4 separate regions of the Mus musculus genome follow, and regions 1, 2 and 3 are each linked to region 4. The links are chromatin contacts, called in public Hi-C, HiCAR-type and promoter capture Hi-C maps. All regions are on one chromosome and are shown on one strand. Each heading gives the region's core, a stretch centred on a gene start, on an enhancer-like site or on the middle of the called end of the contact. The rest is flanking DNA. Distances are from core to core; before and after follow the strand shown.

Region 1 (3,553 bases), core at 24-2,523, 410 kb after region 4:
TAACTAAACGCACCGGAGATAATTGTGTTCTTGAGTTGTAGGAGATGTTAGAGTTCTTTTTCTGGCCTGCTGTGATATCTGGAGCCAGAGAAGGTTGTGGATATTACTAATTAATTGGCTCCATCCTTTGCAGAAGCCATCATAAAAAGGTCTGATTGATTAAATAATACCTTTAGTCAGTAATGAAGAATGGAAGCTATTGTGAAGTTGAATTTTGTTAAAATGAAGCTATTTCACTTTAGTGGCTCTTAAAGGAAATTAGAGCTTCTTGGAAGAGAAACCTTCAGAATTACTTATAACTGCATTACTAGTATTGGTTAAGATGTACAGGTTAGGTTATTGTGGTCTGGATAGATAACAATTTAACTTACAGAAATTAATTATTTATGAGAAAGATTTCTTTATGGGGAAAACTAGAATGCTTAAGAGTACATGAAATGACAGAAAAACTAGCTAATCACTTCCTTGTTTTGGGGTAGAAGTACAGTGAAATCCATGTGAAGTGGGACCTTCTGGATGGCTATACTAATATGCATCACTGAATGATATTCTGCATCAACATATGACCTTGCTTACATACATGACCTTTCTTGCAGCACACCCTCTTATGTCCCTTGTCTGCGTAGGACGGGTCTCTGGGTGCAGATGGGCAAGGAGTCAGCCAATGACAGACAGATCAACATTCGAAATTGTGTAGAATCTGAATGTATTGTCACAAAGTGAACACCAGTCTTATATAATACAGAAAATAAAGGGGGTAGGAAGTCGCAGCAGGCAAAGTACATTGAAGTTACCTGACACAAAGGAATGACTTCAAAAGGACTTACAGGAACCAGGTAAATGTTTACAATAAAGATAAAGCAATCCTGCCTAGGGTCAGCTTAAAGACAGGTAAGGATTTCACACCCTAGTCACAATTAGTGCTACTCCTTTGAGCCTTGTGAAAGCTAGCACCAGGGGGTTCTGCTCTTCTCATGAATAATGCAATACCACAACCCCCATTTCCTAGGCCCTGATAAATTCTTGCGTGAGTGTAACTTTTAAGTATCTGTGGAGAATCTCCATTTGTCAGAAGAATTCACCAACTTGCTTGTAATATGAAATGTAGCCTGCTTTACCTGGCTGTAGTGAAGATCCCTGTCTCAGTGGGATTCCCTAACTTTTACAAGGTAAACCCACCTATTAGCTAGGCCATTGTGTATGGGTGAGACTGGCTACTGCCTCAAGTAAACACTCTGCAGACTAGCCCTGAGCTATTCTAGCTCTGTTCTTTGTAATGCTTAATTAGGTTCACTGTCTCTACTAGAAGTAAATTTGAATGTTACTGAATAGGTAACCTCACTGAATTCCTACTGAATTCCCAGTTGTTTCAAGTGTTTTCTGTGACATTGGAACACACTGGCAAAGGCTTAGCTATGTCAGAATTCAATCTTAAAAGGCACTTATAATGAGGTAATACTAAAAGAGAGCACATGGATCCGTACACTAGACTAATGCAGGGATAGGGTATGAGTATATGGGTTATGAGAACACCAAAGTTCCAGGAGGTGTATTTCCGTGAAACTCTTTGCCTCGTGAGTGCTCCCAGGCCTCTCAGCCTGCCAAGCAAACTTCACTGTAGTGTGTGTAGCACATGCTGACAAACTCTTTGCTTAGAAAAACAGATGTTTTCTGTGCATATTTATACAGAAAGATAAGTAGACAATTTGTACCTGAGAAGCATCATTTATATTTTCTCTTCCTGTTCATTTACAGATAAATGTACACAAGGTTGCACACATAGGTTGCTGGTGTCCTTTTGTAAATTAGAAGTAGGCCCATGATACCAGGCAACTATGATTTATCACTTGCTCAACACACTATCATATTAGTACTAATTGTACACTTTATCCAATCTACCTACCTCTCAAAAAAAATCAACATTCAACAATGGTCTAATTTTCCATTTCACAGAGAATTAAAACAATAAAATATGTCCTCTAGTGAATGAACTTGTTCTCAGTTGTCTAACTCCTCCTTCATCATTGTCTTCCACAACTTCCTGTCTTCCACACAAAGGATGTCTGTGTACATTACAGGTCTGTGTCACAGCTCTTCCCATGACCTTTTTTTTTTCTAGCATCACCTTTATTACTTTCACTCATTCTCTTGACATGATGAACATCCACAAAGAATCAGTTCTTGTTCAGCATGATGACTCACTTCCTGCAACAAGAAGTTGAGGCAAAGAAGTTACAAGTTTGAATTCTATCCTGGGCAACTTAGTATGACTTTGACTTAAAATAAATATTCTATATTAGAAAGCTTAGTACACAGTTATTATGCTTAAAGCCTTGGACATAAACCCCTCATACCATAAAACAAAAGGAGAGATAGAAGAAAGAAAAAGAATCATATTTAATTAGTTTCCTAGATGAGAGACTATCAAATCCAAGGCCATTTGCATACTAAGGAACTATTCTACCACTGACTGCCCCTATTTTGAAGGAAATCTCCCTTCAAACTCCTAGACAGTTCTCAATTTCTTCTCCAGAATCACATTGCCTGAACACTGTTTATTCTCTTTTTTCTTCTCTTTCATGTCATCACAAATCTAGTATACTCTGTCCATTCTTCAGGGGTATTTCTTCTTGGTGCAAAAGGAAGGGGAATTATGCTTGTAAAACAAAGATCAACACACACTGCAGAGCTTCCCATTCTCAGTAGGTCTGCAACAACTCCTAGTGGAGTTTGTCATCAACTTCATAGTGATACCTTGAGGTTAGGCACCATTCTGGGGAATTATCATCACCATTCATGGGACTCCTTATCATATTTGACATATAAAGCAGATTATACAGAAAGAAGTAACCACAAAGTAAGCTTATTTCCATTTGTTCTTCACTTATTTTCTGATCATATCCAAATTAAAATAAAGGAACCTACCTAAAATAAATCAGCACCTACCTCCAGTGTAGACAGGAAAAAACAAACAAACAAACAAACAAAACAAAACAAAAAAAACAAAAAAAAATAACTCAAATTGGGGACAGTCAGATTTTGAATAGAACACTACTGTTTATACATTTTATGTGCCAACATCATCATCGTTCAGTATTTTGAGTATCGGATGTTGTTTATGTGTTGTTTTGTTTTATTGTCAGTCAATCCAAACACTTATTGCTAAACAACAAAAACAACAAAGGAGGTGGCTCAGCGGGGAAAGTGCTTACTGTGGAAGCATGAGAATATGAGTTTGGAATCCTAGCATCTATAGAAAAGACAGACCTGCTGCATATGTATGTATATAACCCTAGTTCTGAGGGGATGGGATAGGTAGATCCCAGGTACTTACTGGCTAATCAGTCTAGGCAAATGCAATAAAATCCAGACCACTCATTGAAAGCCTCTGCTTATCAAACTGAGAGAGAGAATGATGGGGCAAAGCAACCAATGTCAGTGTTGGTCTTTACCCTTCCTTGCATGCATAGGCATATGAAGCCATATTACATGTGAATATGCATGCAACACCACTCACAGATACATACACACATAGACACACACACACTCAGAA
Region 2 (3,525 bases), core at 982-3,481, 430 kb after region 4:
GCCTCAGCTTTACAATTTGCATTTAAATAAAGTACCTAGACTTCCCCGAAAGAAGTTCTGCTTTCCTACTTTCTCACTGTCTTTCAAGATTTTGTCTTTCAAGCAGGTAAATCAACATTCTCGAGGCAGACCAGCGGATGTGCATCCCCGCCCCCCTAGAGCACACAGGTGGCAGCTGTTACCCCCAGTCTCAGGACATTTCCAGCACGTGGTTTTCAGTCTAAGTTAAAAATTTAGGTTTACCTAGAGGGCTAAAAGAGTAGATATTTCTATATTAATAAAGATTGGTTTTTATTTTGATAGACAGGCTTAGCCCCTTAGCTGACCTCTGGCTTTTCACCCTTGCTGTTACTGCAAGGTGTCCTTAGCTCAATAGGCTGTGGAAAAAACAGGGATGAGGAGGAACGACTTCCAGCTCCTATTTTAGCCACAAATCGTGGTGTTACTAACGACATAATTCTTGCTTAGGCTTTGCTAATTCTGAGGTTGATAATTCTCCTTTAGGAGCTGCACAGCACTCAGAACTGTGCATACTGGTTTGTGATTGTACAAATTCAGTATGGGCACCACTTGGTGCAGAGATACTTACTGCAAGGGAAGGTCCGGCTTGACCATTTCTGAGTTTCCTGTGAGATAAACCCGGTTTGAAAGAGGTTGGTACCAAATTTTGGTTAAAAATAAAAAATATTTTCCGGCTCTACCTCGCCTCCCCAAAAGGTACCGAGAGCCACATGTGTGGGTTTTACCCACGGGAGGAATCGGGTCCATGTCCACCCAAGCCAAGGTTAAAAGCCCACTCATCTACGGATGAGAAAATCATTTGATCACCTCAGTTAAGCGTTGCCTTATTTAACTTAATTAATAGGGGGGGAGAGAGATTGGAGACGTACTATTGAAAGGGCAAGCCCTTCACTGCCTCCCACCCAAATAAAAGAGCCGGTCGAACGCCTTCTCCCTGTTTCCCACCTATCTTCCAAAAATGCGGAAGAATATCAACTTAGTGTTATTTTCACATCGTTCAGTCAAACTTAGCCAGAGTTCCAACGCCCTACTTAAAATTCAACTAAAAAGTTACCTACCAAGTACTAATTAGCATTATAAAGTCAGAGTCTGCAGCTCCAGGCCTTTCAGTTAGTTGTTTACTAGAAAGGACAGTCTTAAGCCAGATACAGTTTACCATAAGAAAAGTTAAAGAATCCCAGTGAAGCAAGTTTTCTCTTTAGCCCTAGATTCCAGGCAGAACTATTGAGCATAGATAATTTTCCCCCCTCAGGCCAGCTTTTTCTTTTTTTTAATTTTGTTAATAAAAGGGAGGAGATGTAGTCTCCCCTCCCCTAGCCTGAAACCTGCTTGCTCGGGGTGGAGCTTCCTGCTCATTCGTTCTGCCACGCCCACTGCTGGAACCTGAGGAGCCACACACGTGCACCTTTCTACTGGACCAGAGATTATTCGGCGGGAATCGGGTCCCCTCCCCCTTCCTTCATAACTAGTGTCGCAACAATAAAATTTGAGCTTTGATCAGAATGAAATTGTCTTAGCTCCGTTTTTTCTTCCGCCCCGTCTAGATTCCTCTCTTACAGCTCGAGCGGCCTTCTCAGTCGAACCGTTCACATTGCGAGCTGCTGGCGGCTGCAACACATTATAATACTTAAGTTGGTCTCAAGACCTTATGGCTTACTTATTTTAAGACTCTTGATATGGCATCAGGAGTACCAGCTCTAAATTTCAACAGAACCATTCAGATAAGCCAATTTATGAGTTGCTTTGACTGAGCTACTTTTTTATCTGGTCTATGATGATTGGTGTAAAAACTTAAACATGTAAAATTACATACATGTATAAACACACAAATGCACACAAAGCAAAATCTAGATGCCATGGGAAAGATAGGTGGGTTGTATCAGTATAGGTATCTTGATTGTAATAGTGTACCATCATTTTGCATAGCATTAACAATAAATAATACCTCTTACAATTTCATGTCAAGCTACAATTACCTCAAAAAGCTGTTCAGTTAAAAGCAGAAACAATAGGACTGACTAAGCCAAAGTTACTTTTCAGGCCCATGGGAAATGGGGAGACAATTGTTCTGGACTAAGAGAATAGCTAGTAGGGTTTATAGAGAGGTACCTTCCATCAGCTGTAAACAAAGCTTAAACCGAAAGGCTAAGGGCATTACCAAACACTGAATATCAGTAGCTGAGCTTCACTTGGTATGCTGGACACATTTTTCTAATTAAAGAGCCATTTCTTTTGCACAGATGTTTTCAATTTAACAGACCACACTAATGTACAGAATGCTGGAACAGCCTTTCTCATTTTCAGTGACTGCATCTCTTCCCTAAGCCAAAAGAGTTAAATCTGTAGATTTTAGTTTTAATGAGTGTTTTTTTTAATACAAAACACATCCAACAAAAATATAACACATTTTACCAAAAAGTAGCTTTATTTTGAAAACTAATTAGTTTACATAAAACAAAACCTAAAATACACCAAAAACAAAAAACAAAAAAATGAGCAAAACCTATGAAATTAATTAATCAACTTTATAAAGCTAATAAAATTCCGATTCTGTCAATGTCTCTGATTCTATGATTCTGGTAACTTCTGTGTCTTATGACTGGCTCCTGGTAATCCCTGATTGATAACTATTGCGTATCCAATCAAGGAATTCAGAAGACTAGAGAGAAGGAAATAAACTCCACTGGCCATTCTGTTAAATAAAGCTAATGGCTAAGACTGTTTTCATTTTAGTTTAAACATCATTTACTTTTGTCATGTGGGGATAGTGTAACTGGATTATAACTATTTATAAGACAGAAGCTTACATTTTGATCGTACATTTCCAAACCTGTGCAGTTCCTGACCTGACACATGACACAAGACAGTATCTGTCATCTTTATACTCTCTCTTAGTAGAGAACCCCATCTCAGGGTAATGGGTGCTTTTGTGTCTGACTATTTTATCCCATCCTTAGGAAATTGAGGCTTATTTAGTTGGAATTAAAACGTGTTCTCCCAAATTGGGTTATGTTCCCTGATTCTTATATATAACAGTTCATATATGCTTTGTGTTTACAATGGAAACATATTGTTTTGATACTGGAACCCGAAGCAAAGTTAATGAACTATCATAAGCAATGAACCAATGCTGCTTGAACATGACTTTGGGCAGATAATAAGCTCTCACATCTGTTAGACACATAGACATAGTGAAACTTCAATGTGATGAGCTTTAGCTTTTCTGTCAACATACAAGTATCCCAGTTGCATCCCATGCTTTCTGACACTGATTTTTGTGCATCCCTTTCTTTTTATGAAGCTTAGAAACATATAATTTACACCAAAATAAAAACTTATTGAATCTCAGTTCTTTTGTAACTTGTACTTTGCAGCTTATATTACATCATGGTCATTCACATGGATTTATTCCTTATCCTCATAAAATCCTTAGCCTTGACCTGTCTTTGTTATGATCACCACAAGCTTAATTAGGTACAGAAACAAAACAACTTCCAGAAAAAG
Region 3 (3,245 bases), core at 25-2,524, 290 kb after region 4:
TTAAAGGTCACTGATAACTAGGTTTCTTGTCAAATACAGGGAAATTATACTGGGGGGAAAAATCACTATTTTACCAAAAAGCAGTAGAAAATGTCAGAGTTTAATGGTGAACTGAACCCAACCTTATTATTTGGGGGATGAGTGTTATTTCTGTTGATTCTTTTCTGCTTTTCTGTGTCTAGTGGGGCTTTCTTTCCTACCTTTACTCTGCTGAATGAATGGAATATTTCTGTAAATATTTTATTGGAATCTCACAGGATTTTATCTTGACCTATTTTTTTCTCCTGGTTTATATTCAGCAAAATTTGATAGTAAAATTTGCTACGGTTGGGCCTATAATACTTAAAATCGTGTCTTCTCCATGAAAACTGTGTCTTCACTATCAAAGTGAGTCAGTGCTCCTCTTGGCACCTTATGTAGAGAGAGGTTTCCAGCAAGCACAGAATTAAGTGGTATCAAAGCCAGGTCCAGTCATGGTTATCCTAAAACAAAAGATTTAATTGATACAGAGTGTGTGTTCTGTATTGAAAGAATGTATTATAGCAAACTATTTACTCATTCCATTCAATGTTTACATATGGAATATGATATAATTGCTTATAGTTGATTGCTGGAAATAACAACGAAGTTATATTTAGAGATTATCAGTAATATACATGAAAGACTTGAATGAATCCTTCATATCATGGTACAGTTTCAATGCAGAGAAAGTAAGAGAGGAAGAGAGAAGGAAGGAGGGGGGATTGGGTGGGGCTCAATTTCTAAGTTTTCATTTAACAGGTAAGCCATACAATCCCAGGGGACATTTATCCCCTTTAATAACATGAATGTGAGTATTTATTATGCTGTGACTTTGTCAAGGGAGCTTAGCAACGAAATAAGATAACAGCTGTATATTTTGTAGAGAAGTTTGCTTAAAGAGGCAGTTGCCATGGGAACACTTGCCAATAGCAATTTGATTTTGTGTTGTAAGAAGCTGATGAGTTTACTTTGTCTAGATTATTTTTTTTTCATACTGAAAAATTCTTGATATGGGGGTGGTTGTGTGGATTAATCATTTCTGGCTAATTTATACATTTAAAATTTTCATGTCCGTTGCATGTCACAGTGGAAGTAGAGAAGACTAGTTCAGACACTTCACCAATTAATCTCATATCAAAAATTTCCTGTGCTTTCAAAGGACTGAGATTGCTTCAGTTTTTGCACTGTGGCTCTGCTTCTGGCAAATGAGTCACGTTCAATTATAAGTCCTCAGAAATTCACTTAAAATAGTTGCAGCTGGGAGATGTAAAAAAAATCTTATGAATGAGCAAAAATGAAGTGAATAATGCTGCACAAGGAAGACTCTCAATGAAAAATCTGGTAAACAGTCCTGTGAAAGAATGAAAACGGGAAGCAGATGTTGCCTGATAAGACTGCTTACTTACTGGGAGATACCAGCATGGATCTGCTCTGGTTTCAAGTAAATTTTAGCTAAGCTAGTTTCTCTCGGCAGGTGGCTTGGCTTCAGCAAACTCAAGGATCTTGATCAAAAGATGAAGTGCACTTTTACTTTGAAAGTTACACAGATATTTGTTTTATTCAAGTCCAGGCATGTAAGAGAGCCAACAGTCACATGTCTGTGGAGTGTGGTTTGCTCATATGGTCTCATTATATCTACATACCAATGTCAATACAGCATATCCACAAAGTCTGGACAAAGAACAAACTTTTATGTCTTGCCACAAGCAGTTCCCTACTCCAGACTTCCTTGCACATCCATCCTTCATTAGAAAACCTTCAATTACTCAGATTCTCACACATAGTTTTATAGAAACTTATATGAGATTATCTACTATGTTTAAGCTTAGGAAAAGCTTCTATCAACCAAGATTCAAGACTACATTTTAGAGATATTAACCCTGAGCACTGAGAAAATATTCCAGGAACAAATTGAAAAAAAAATGTAGAAGTACTACAAGTATTAAGACACTTTCAAAATATTAATTACTCAAATAAAACCTGGTTTCCAGAGATGGATCTTTTCTCAAATCAAGAAATAAATTAATCTTCGTGCACATGTGTCATCGTTCCCCAGGCGGAGTGGCCCAGATGTTGATCTCCTCTTTATCTTTCTTGTCTTCACAGCAGATGATTTCAGAGAAGCATATGAGGAATCCATTTGATATAAAGTGACTCCTTATGTGTTTGAGGACGTGTTTGGATCATTTAAGCTTCTGTTAGGAGAAACTGCATCTCATTTTAAGAAGTGGTGTTATCATGGGTTGCATCGGTTTGTCTTATCTTGGAAGAACTAGTATGAACCAGCCTAGGAAAGAACAAGGCATCATTCAGAATAATAACAATAGTGACCATTCAGTAAGCATGTGTTGTCTCACAGTGATGTTTCAAAGCAACTGGTTCACTGTGTTTTCCATGTAGCCCTCTGAGGAAGTTATGATATTATCCTCACTTTGGAGATCAGGTAACTGAAGCATTGTGGGGTCACATTTATTTTCAAATTTTTCTATGTGGGCCTATGGAGGACTTCTAAGTTAGGACATTTTAATTTGGAAGCTCTGCTGCTAACCTTATCATCATCCCGAGTATGCTTCATTTCTCCTTTAAAGGATACTTCAGATCATTCTCCATTCTAATCATGATTTCCAATGAGTCAATAAAGATGTCCAAGAAAAAAGCTCTAGAAAAACCCTGGTTCACCACTTGCATCAAATTCTCCATGGACTTTTCTTATTTAATTCTTCAGTATTTTAAAGGCTCTATTATACTCACAACATTGACTGCTTTATATTTTATGTTTTGAGAATTTTTAAGGTGTATTTTATGACATTCTTGTTTCTCCTGCTCTGACCCATCCTTCATCCTTGCCATCTTCTCATCCAACTTCATGTTAATATAATCAGTCACTCCATTGAAGAGAATTGGTTTTTCCCTGTCCCAGAAACTATCATTTGTTAATATCTTCTTGGTTAGGGAGTGGAACTTGTTCCCACTTCCTCTCCTGTATTCTTGGAATTTTTGTGACTTCAGCTTGTGCATGGCTTATGCATACTCTCATAGTCACAAAGTGTGAATTTATACTTGCATCTGCCCTGCTGTGTCTGACAAGTGTCATTTCCTTACAGATTTCCACCACCTCTGGTTCTTAGAATTCGTTCAATCCCTCTTAAACAAAGAACCCTTAACCTTGATAGAAAGGTATAATAAAGATATCCCATCCAGTCTCTCCCTCTCTATATATTGCC
Region 4 (3,445 bases), core at 141-2,640:
AACGCCAGGGCCAAAAAGGGGGAGTGGGTGGGTAGGGGATTGGGGGGGTGGGTATGGGGGACCTTTGGGATAGCATTGAAAATGTAAACGAGGAAAATACCTAATTATAAAAAAAAGAAACAGAGCTTTAGCACTTAAGGCTAAACACTGACATTTCTAGACACAGGACATCACTTACGCAAGAGAGAACAACATTCGTTTCTTATGTTCTTAACAAAACCCACCAGTTACACATTACACACTCATCCATTAGAAAGATGATGATTTAGCAGGGTTCTAGATGCTCACTCATGTGTGTGGTGGTGAAGATGTTTCTGCAAAAGTCACTTCACTTTACCCACAGTGCCAGTTGTTACATTTCAGCAATTTTTATGTACTTTCCACAAGACTTTGTATTTCCCTTTCAGCAATCCTTCTACTTTGAGATACCTTTTCTTCTGGGTTTTTGTATGGACATCTTAAGAACACATAACACAAGTATCTTTATTTAAGAATGTGAGATCAGTCTGTGTTCAGCACAGTATTATTGTGGGCTTTTATTCATAAATTGCTCTTAAAGCATATAGAAAGAGAACAGAACAAAAAAGTATGGTAAGAATTTTTTGAGAATATTTTTCCTAAGATTGTGTGTGTGTATATGTGTGTGTGTCTGTGCATGTGTATACACATACACACACACACACACACACACACACACACACACACACACATATATATATATATATATATATATATATATATATATATATTTGTGCTTGATATATATGTATTACTCATTAAATGTATTCATTAAAGTTGATGTAATGCTCCTTCACGGTTATTGTTTTTAAAGCTGTCCTCTTTTGAATAGCTTGAAGGTCCTTCAGGAATTGCAAGCTCTGTTGTGAAACAGAATGTTCATATCGTCCTGTTACTCTTTGGCTCTGCTAGTTCGCTGATTAAAATAGGCTCACGCGCAGGACGCTAATCTCTGTTTATAGAAAATAGCAAACAGATGGAGAAGCAATGATGAGTAAAAATAGACCCTTTCCTCCAGCAGATCTTTTAACACATAGATGTCAAGAAAGCCAAGAAGTCAGTGAAACCTAGTCTGGTGTTCCCTACACTACCCTGAAGTGACAAATCGCATAATGACAGGGATCCGTTTGCTCCTGAGGCAACAGCTAAGCGGGACTTCCAGTACTTTCTATTATAGGTGGCTTTTTCATTGCAACCTCCATTTACTTGGCAGGGCCTCTGGAATCTCTGACTGGAACTCTGAATGAACACTCCTCTTGTTTGAATCCTGCTGATCCCCCAACTGTAACTGGATCAGCTGACATCACCAGTGTGCTGAGCCCTGTGAAATGTCTCTGTAATTGGACTCCACTCTTGAGTCAGAGCTTGGTAAACCCTGGAGAGGCGCTGTGGTCCGCGTGCTCAGCATGACTCATGCCTCTAGTGCCTGGAGACTGTTGCTATGTGAGACTTCCTGTTAAGTGTTTACTTCTTACAGTGGGTTTGTCCTGTCCCAAGAGCTATTTGGATTTGGTATGCGGGGTGGGGTGGGGTGGAGTGGGGTGGAGTGGAGTGGGGGCAGGGGCAACTAGGGCAAAGGATTTGCCTTTTTCTTCTGAAAACAAGGATCCTGGGAGAGTCAGCTCTGAGTTAACTTCCTTAAATGGTCTGGCAGCTCATGTTTACAGGAAGAGGAAAATCTGGGAAATGCTGATAGAAGTCATAAATGCAAGGAGGGAAAAATAGCATAGTTGAGGTCATATGCAGGTGCCTGAGGGTTATTTTTTTTTAATGCCTATTTGTGTCATTCTTATGCCAAACATGCTTTAAATTATTCAAAATGGTTTTATTTAGACTGCTTTTAAAATTAAATAAACATTTTAAAGTTTTCAGTCAAAACTCTTCTGTGACAAATTAAGGAACATTGAAGAAAAGGCATAGAGACAACCTACCAGGTAGCACTTTACAATTGTGAAATCATTTTCTTTTCTGAATGATAGGTAGCTATAAGACACGGTGGCGGTTGAATAAACATTTAATCAAAACCAATATACGTTTATGTGAACATGTGTTTCTACACGTGGTTTTATAGATAGAAGTGGAGACTGGATAGAAGGCCAGTATATTACAAGGAAATGGGATTTGATTCTTCAACAGTGCTCAGATCATTCAGGCGTATGAATATACTGGATTGTGATGCAACCTTGGTAATAGGGAGTTCAAGCCAACTCTATTCTCAGAGTCATATGAATTCAGCTTAGTTCACATTGCCAAGGCACACTGGCAACTGCAGCTGACACAAGAGATAATCCATGTGTCAGCCAAGAACAGATAAAGAAGAGTATGAGATTCTTGGAGCTAACTCAGGCTGGGAACAGGAGAGGTGTTCATTGCTGTTCTGTAAACAGCAAAGACAGGAGCAGAATAAGGAGAATGTCATGTTGAACCTGTGAGTCACAAGACCAGAACTAAAACAAAGCCCTCGGGGGCCATATACACCCCAAGAAGCCAAAGGGGTGCTTTGGAGAAAGTCTAACTTCATTGTGCTTATAGAGTAGAGTGGTTAATGGAGCCAGCATTATGAACCTGCATATACAGCTCTTTCTTGTTCCTTCTCAAGAACAGTAGCTTTTCAGAAAGTTGAAGGAAAAAAAATAGCAAGTATTGGAAGAAGGTGTTACAGTAACTAGTACTGTATGTTTACTTTGCCTAGAAAGGATCTCATGCCATCCAGGCTGGCCTATTGAGGTTGGTCTTCACCTTTTAATCCTCTATGTGCTATTTCTCTTTTGTGAGGATTAGAGACATGATACCACCTTGCACCATTTAACGTATGTTGGGCATTGAACCCAATTGTAGAAATAATATTTCAGTATTCACAGAGCCAGAGAGGGCAATCCTCAGATTATGGGTTTTAAATGCAACCACTTGTATCATCATTAATACATACATCATAGAGTGGCTTTCTGTATGCATTTATATCTGAAAGACAACTTCAGTTAATTAAAAGGAACTTTGCCCTTCCTTTGTCTTTGACTGTTTTGGTCACATACTATCATTTCATCAGGAATAAAATAGCCTAATTCTTGTTTTGAATGAGAAAACGTACCTTGGTGGCTTTAATATGACTTTTGCTTATTAAATCATTTATTTTCTTATGTCATTAATTTGTAAGATTCAGCTCTTAGACTATGTTCAGCAAGTTCCATGCATGATCCATGGTGCATATGTTCTCATCTGCTGACAGACCTAACCAGAGGAGGGGACCCTGATTCCCATTGGTCAACTAGGATTCCAGAGAAAGTAAGAGGGAGACAAGCAATAAGAAAAAAAACAACAGCAGAATGGATAAAGTGAAGGAGAGAAGAAAGGGGAGAGAACAGAAGAAGTGAAGATTCAGGCAAGGAAATCAGAAGATGGGACTAAAAGAGTAGAGGGGAAAGGAGAA

The links. Promoter capture Hi-C pulls out the DNA fragments that hold promoters and counts their contacts. A called contact is a pair of places that touch in the nucleus more often than the background predicts. HiCAR-type assays count read pairs that join an accessible place to other places.
Region 1: a contact with region 4 is called in a HiCAR-type map of embryonic stem cells, with 5 times the contacts expected there. The contact joins two enhancer-like sites. A contact is called at or near these places in 4 of 39 promoter capture datasets (cranial neural crest, frontonasal cranial neural crest, maxillary cranial neural crest and 1 more) and 2 of 115 datasets of contacts at active chromatin or transcription factors (both in embryonic stem cells).
Region 2: a contact with region 4 is called in a promoter capture Hi-C map of the 3T3-L1 cell line, with 5 times the contacts expected there. The contact joins two enhancer-like sites. A contact is called at or near these places in 6 of 39 promoter capture datasets (the 3T3-L1 cell line, cranial neural crest, frontonasal cranial neural crest and 2 more), 3 of 484 Hi-C or Micro-C datasets (the 3T3-L1 cell line, embryonic fibroblasts and granulosa cells) and 1 of 115 datasets of contacts at active chromatin or transcription factors (embryonic fibroblasts).
Region 3: a contact with region 4 is called in a Hi-C map of the 3T3-L1 cell line, with 2.7 times the contacts expected there. The contact joins two enhancer-like sites. A contact is called at or near these places in 3 of 484 Hi-C or Micro-C datasets (the 3T3-L1 cell line and embryonic fibroblasts) and 1 of 115 datasets of contacts at active chromatin or transcription factors (embryonic fibroblasts).

Annotation. Positions count from the first base shown.
Region 1 is chr13:5,184,443-5,187,995 of GRCm38.p6, forward strand. No RefSeq gene overlaps it. Among named protein-coding and RNA genes, the nearest start is that of Gm24790, 3.7 kb to the right of the region's middle. Within about 2 kb of position 1,274, at least 10 of the 459 cell types and tissues checked have an H3K27ac peak or open chromatin away from gene starts, as enhancers often do. A contact at or near this core is called in embryonic stem cells, where this site is marked.
Region 2 is chr13:5,200,705-5,204,229 of GRCm38.p6, forward strand. No RefSeq gene overlaps it. Among named protein-coding and RNA genes, the nearest start is that of Gm24790, 13 kb to the left of the region's middle. Within about 2 kb of position 2,232, at least 16 of the 459 cell types and tissues checked have an H3K27ac peak or open chromatin away from gene starts, as enhancers often do.
Region 3 is chr13:5,059,152-5,062,396 of GRCm38.p6, forward strand. No RefSeq gene overlaps it. Among named protein-coding and RNA genes, the nearest start is that of Gm24790, 130 kb to the right of the region's middle. Within about 2 kb of position 1,275, at least 16 of the 459 cell types and tissues checked have an H3K27ac peak or open chromatin away from gene starts, as enhancers often do.
Region 4 is chr13:4,770,236-4,773,680 of GRCm38.p6, forward strand. No RefSeq gene overlaps it. Among named protein-coding and RNA genes, the nearest start is that of Gm40658, 46 kb to the left of the region's middle. Within about 2 kb of position 1,391, at least 305 of the 459 cell types and tissues checked have an H3K27ac peak or open chromatin away from gene starts, as enhancers often do. A contact at or near this core is called in embryonic stem cells, where this site is marked.